Regions from separate parts of the Mus musculus genome. Here region 1 is linked to region 2. Evidence: chromatin contacts called from public Hi-C data. All regions are on one chromosome and are shown on one strand. The core of a region is the stretch at or near the end of the contact, and the rest is flanking DNA. Distances in the headings are between cores, read along the strand shown. Region 1 holds the start of Zfp213 (zinc finger protein 213). Region 2 holds the start of Sod2 (superoxide dismutase 2, mitochondrial).

Evidence for each region. A called contact is a pair of places that touch in the nucleus more often than the background predicts.
Region 1: a Hi-C map of B cells shows a contact between it and region 2, with 5 read pairs. The contact joins the promoter of Zfp213 here to the promoter of Sod2 in region 2.

What each region holds. Positions count from the first base shown.
Region 1 is chr17:23,562,747-23,565,666 of GRCm38.p6, forward strand. Zfp213 (zinc finger protein 213) reads right to left here and starts at 1,480. Exons shown (of 6, transcript NM_001033496.3): 1 at 1,223-1,480. 6330415G19Rik (RIKEN cDNA 6330415G19 gene) reads left to right here. Exons shown (of 2, transcript NR_126484.1): 2 at 1,024-2,548.
Region 2 is chr17:13,006,451-13,009,264 of GRCm38.p6, forward strand. It overlaps Sod2 (superoxide dismutase 2, mitochondrial), which reads left to right and starts at 1,389. Exons shown (of 5, transcript NM_013671.3): 1 at 1,389-1,618; 2 at 1,734-1,936. The coding sequence starts at 1,596.

The DNA of each region.
Region 1 (2,920 bases), core at 230-2,729, about 11 Mb after region 2:
TCACTGAGCTGTTCTAGTTTTGTTTTTCAAGACAAGGTTTCTCTGTGTAGCAAGGAACTCACTTGTAGACCAGGCTGGCCCCAAACTCAGAAATGCTCTTGCCTCTGCCTCCCAACTGCTGGGGGGGCCCATGCCACCACTTGAGCTATTTTTAAGTATGTTTTTAAGTAGACATACTTCAGTTGTAAAATTTCACTGGGCACAGCAGCGCATGCATAGTGGTACATGTCTAATCCAAGAACTGTAGGGACCAAGGCAGGAGTGGCCAGAGTTAGAATCAGTCTGAGCTATAGAGTAACAATGTCTTTTAAAAATTATAATTATCGTGTTTAATTATAAATGTAGTCTTAAGTCCCTCTACTGATGGGCCATACTGTTATTTTTCTCAAATTTGAAAACTCACAAATTTATGGGGCTGGATAGATGGCTCAGTGGTTAAGAGTATGTCTTTGTCTTGTCAAGGCCCCAGACTCAATTTCCAGCATCCACATAGAGGCTCACAACCATCTGTAATTCCAGTTCTGAGGTATCTGACAGCCTCTGTTGGCCCTTCTTGAACACTACATACATGTGGTACACTTACATACATGAAAGCCAACACTTAAGACATATAAAAATCTTTGTTTTTTGTTTTTTTTTTAATAAAAAGCTTACAAATTCCAGAAACACCTTACTCCAATTAAGGGGCAGATGGGTAGGAGGCCTCATGAACACCATTTATTCACAACTATATATGAATGTATGGCAAGTATTTGTATTTTATGTTGTTATTACTTCACATACTCTCATACGTGTGACTTGAATTTTTCTCTTTTATTTCAACAGTCTAATTAGCATGAACATCATAAATTAAAGAACGGGAGGGAAGTGTTAATATAACAATGTTTCTTTTTGATTCACTGACAATCTGATATATGACGGTGACATATTTTTTTACTGAAAATAGTTATCTCCAGAATCTACAAGCACGGGATGTGTGTTTTACATAAATGAGATCTTATGAGCAAACCATTTTTCACCTAGCAACGTTTCTTCGAAAGTGAACCTATACGCTTCCGTGGCACGGGGTACTTCAGTTTCTCAACCAACCCAAGTGATGCATACGGGCGGTTTCCATTTCTTCTCCACTACCACAAGCACTTCGTTTACGCTTCTCTTCTCGAGCCTTCTGCCTTATCCTCCAGTGACCGAGGAGGTGTCCTCAGGGAGGGCCCGGACTCACCAGGGTCGCTCGGCAGGACGTGGGAAATGGGGACGGTCCCCAGCAGCCTGGTGAGGGTGGCCGGGCTCCGCGTGGCAGACCCGGAGAACCCGGAGGCGCCGGCAGCCCGCGCTGCTCCCAGGAACTTGTCCTCTCCCGCAGGCGCCTCGAGCGCCGAATCCGCAGGATCCGGTCTGCGCAACGCGCCGGTCCCGCCCCCAGGACACACCGCCCAGAGCCGCGCGGGAGCTCGGCGCTTCCCCAGCAGCGCCCGGGGCAGGAAGCTCGCGCGGGGGGCGCTGGGAAACCAGCTGGCGCATGCGCGGGGATAAGCATTTGGCGCTTGTACTATCCAGAATGTCGGAGATGGGCAGCCAATGAACAGGGAGGATTCTCACGACTAAGCCGATCTGACACCCTGGAGCTAGAGATTTGGAAGAAGTCTCATTTTCGCTTTCTGGGTCGCACTATACCTAAGTCGGATGCTTGGGAGGTCTCGGGGCTTCCTGGAAAGTGCAGTCTAATTCGAGCGGAGCCTCCATCATGGTCAGTACCTCCTGCCCTCCTATCAGCAGCTACATCTGTACTGAGCTGAGGAACAGGAGTCCTGATGCCTAGGGACACTGAACAGGAGGCCCACCTCTGCCCGGGCATGTGTTAAGCATTACTGTAGTTTGTTAAAGTCACTATTGGTGTTAATGGTAAATTACCTTTATATTGTAAACATACTTTCCTATAAAATAGACAAAACCAGAACGGGGCAATTTGACTCTGTGTGGCAACTGTCGGACTCTCCCTTGTTTCCCTTGCTGCCTTGAGCAAAAGAACTGTTAGTCAAACAGCCAGCCGGACTGACCTCATGCCAGCACCAGCTATCTGAAACACTCAATGGACACCTTTCGAGAACTACACATTGATCAAAGCTGATTGTCCCTGCAGCTTCAGGCAGGGCTGTTTTGAGACAGGCTTCAGTTCTTGCTGCCACAAGCCTCTGGATTCTAGATACCCTGAAACCATGTCCACGTAGACTACAGAGGGTACATTTCCTTCTGTAATTGATTGCTAAAAGGCAAGGTTGTAGTTGTCTAAACCCTGCTTCGCAGGATGCCTCCTGAATGCACATCAGGCTGCGAGATTCTTGTACTGTACTGTCTTTCCTGATGTTGCTGTATCAGACCAGGTGATACAGTGGAGTAGTGAAGGCTGTATTTCACGTCATGCACCCCAGATCTACTTATCTCTCTGGCCTCATATCCTTCCTTGCCTTTGCAACCTCCCCACCCCTGAAATAAAACACACAATCAACAAAGAAAGAAAACATCTCACTGCCGTGGAAGCTGTAGTATATCACAGTGTCCTGTGTTTTTTTTCTTTTAAAAACTTTTTATGATATAAGTATTTCACCTGCATGTGTGCATATGTACAGCATTCATCCCTGGTGCCTCTGGAGGTCAGAAGAGGGCATTAGATCCCCTCGAGTTACAGAGGGTTGTGACATCACCATGTAGGTGATGGAAGACAAACTCTGGTTGTCTTTTGTGTAAGCCTAAAGTACATGTGTGGGGGGTAATAAGTATGCATACATATTCAAGTTGCATATCCTCCTATCCCACGCCGATATCTGGTTACTTATGACTAAAGGAGGCTCTGTAACTAATGCAAACCACTCTTGTCAAGCTGTCACAGGAACTTCACCTCGGTTGGGTGAAACTCCTATCT
Region 2 (2,814 bases), core at 139-2,638:
TTTTTTTTGTTTTTGTTTTTGTTTTTTTTTTTTGAGGCAGGGTTTCTCTGTATAGCCCTGGCTGTCTTGGAAATCACTTTGTAGACCAGGCTAGCCTTGAACTCAGAAATCCGCCTGCCTCTGTCTCCGGAGTGCTGGGATCAAAGGCATGTGCCACCACACCACCATAGCATTTTGCATTATGCTATGTTTAAGTATGGCCCCCCATAGACTCATGTTTTTGAACAAGTCTATGGGGGGCCAGGGAGTGGAGCATGATGGTTTGTATATTCTTGGGCCAGGGAATGGCACCATCTGGAGGTGTGGCCTTGTTGGAATAGGTGTGACCTGGTTGGAATGGGTGTGTCACTGTGGGTGTGGGCATAAGATCCTCACCCTAGTTGCCTGGAAGTTAGTCTTCCACTAGCTGCCTTTGGATGAGGACATAGAACTCTCAGCTCTGCCTGTGCCATGCCTGCCTGGATACTGCCATGCTCCCACCTTAATGATAATGGACTGAACCTCTGAACCTGTAAGCCAGCCACAAGTAACTGTTGTTTTTTATAAGACTTGCCTTGGTCATGGTGTCTGTTCACAGCAGTAAAACCCTAACTAAGACACAGGTCATCCATACAGCTCCGGTCTGACGCCTGTGGACAGGTTTCTCCCTACCGGAAAGCATCCTCTTGCAATTCCCCTTACCCTAAGCCCTGTCATCCTTAGGAGGCCTGCAAAGGGGGTGGGAAAAAACCACCGGGAACTACTCAGCCAACTGCCTTCTGCTTTCTTAGTGTTTTCTAATCAGGGAAGACATAAACCCATTAAGTAGAAGAGGAAAGCTGTATAATTGTTATGGAAACATTTGATAGCCACTGCTTCTTAGACTAATAAGTCCACAAAGGGAAACAATGTCCTTTTACATTTGGTCGAGTGGGTTGGTTTTTGAAGTCACTGAATGTTGCAGAGTTTAATCAAGAAAGATGAACCTCGCCTTCTAATCCGGACTCTTACTAGTTAACTGGCAAGCTGCACCCGGAGTCCGCAACCCCAGTCTCAGGGGCAACAAAGATGAACACACGCAAACCTGCGACGTGATTTAATGTCAGGTTAGGCCCCAGGGAAGGTCACTCCGGGCATAAATTAACTGGGTCAGAGGGGCCCTGATTACTCCATAATTCTGACCAGCAGCAGAGCCTTGGCTTTCCGGAGGAAAGTCTCCAGGGTTTCCCAGAAGCAGGAGTAGAAATAGAGTGGAAGCTTTGCAGCTCACAGCCAGAGCTGGACAGGGCGGCCCGAGGAGGGGCGGAGCCACACCGCGGGGCGGACGGGGTTCCCCGAGGCGGGGCGGGGCCAAGGCCGATGGTGGGGGCGTGGCTGTAGCAAGCACGCGGCCTCTACCAATTTGGCACAGGGGAGACGTTGCCTTCCCAGGATGCCGCTCCGTTATGCGCCGGGCCGTCCGTGTCGCCGTCCTCCCCTCCGCTGATGGGCGCTGCGGGCAGGGTCACCGCTTCGCTGTGTCCTTGCGGACGCCGGGCGGACGCTGCCTAGCAGACGCGCGCCTGCGAGCGAACGGCCGTGTTCTGAGGAGAGCAGCGGTCGTGTAAACCTCAATAATGTTGTGTCGGGCGGCGTGCAGGTGAGCGGCAGGGCCCCGGGGCCTCGGCGTCCCCTACGGGTGGGTCTCGGGGCGGCGGGCGTGGCTGGCTCGCCGTGTCAGTGGCGTGACCCGCCGTCCTCTCTGTTCCTCTCAGCACGGGCAGGAGGCTGGGCCCTGTGGCCGGTGCCGCGGGCTCCCGGCACAAGCACAGCCTCCCAGACCTGCCTTACGACTATGGCGCGCTGGAGCCACACATTAACGCGCAGATCATGCAGCTGCACCACAGCAAGCACCACGCGGCCTACGTGAACAATCTCAACGCCACCGAGGAGAAGTACCACGAGGCTCTGGCCAAGGGTAGGTGCGGGGCCCCTGCACACGAGGATCCCGGTGGCCGGACGGAGGTCTGTTTCGATGCCGGGGAATACCTCCGTTGGTTCGCATAAACGTCCTTTCCTATCCCGGAAAACACAGGACCTCACGAAAGTACTTGACGGACCTTACTGTTGTGTCCTTTTTTGTCACCCGTGTTGCTAGCTAGCATTGGTGGTGGTCCTTTAAAGACAGCTCTCGGACGCTGCTCCTTTTTGCGTAATGAATATTTAGTTTTTGTTTTGCATATGAATATTTAAAATATGCGGTTGTTATATAACGTGGCTTCAGGAGAGTTTGTTTTGCTTATTTTTCAGGTAGCCTTGGCAGCCATTTGCAGGAGGGTTGAGAGTGCCCGAGCTGGGTCAGCCAGGTGCCCTTGGGTGAGAGGGTGGTTGGGGCTAGAAGTGGCTGGGGTTTTGCTGAGAGCAAGCGATATTGGTGGCCTGGCAGCAGGTGCAGGAGAGGGTCTGAAGTGGCATCAGAAGACTGCAGTCCGAGTTGTGATTATTGTCACCGTTGTGGACAACAATAGGATTAGTTCAGTCTAGGGCTGGGACTCCCTGACCCCTTGGATATCTCTGGACATCCTGTTTCACACTCTTTACCCTTGGGGGGGGGGGGAGGAAAAGACAGGAACGAGCACTTAGCTGCAGAACAGGCTAGACTTGGTACTTTTGGGGTCAAAGTTCACAAGAAAAATAGCTATTTTGTGAGAAACTGAGTATCTGTCACTGAATGGAACAGTAGGCAAGCTTATTTATTTACCTATATTTTTAAGCGCTCAGCCAACAAAATCCATAGTGCAGAGTTCTGTGTTTGCACCCCTAGATGATGTATATGGGAATGCTATAGTATTAAAA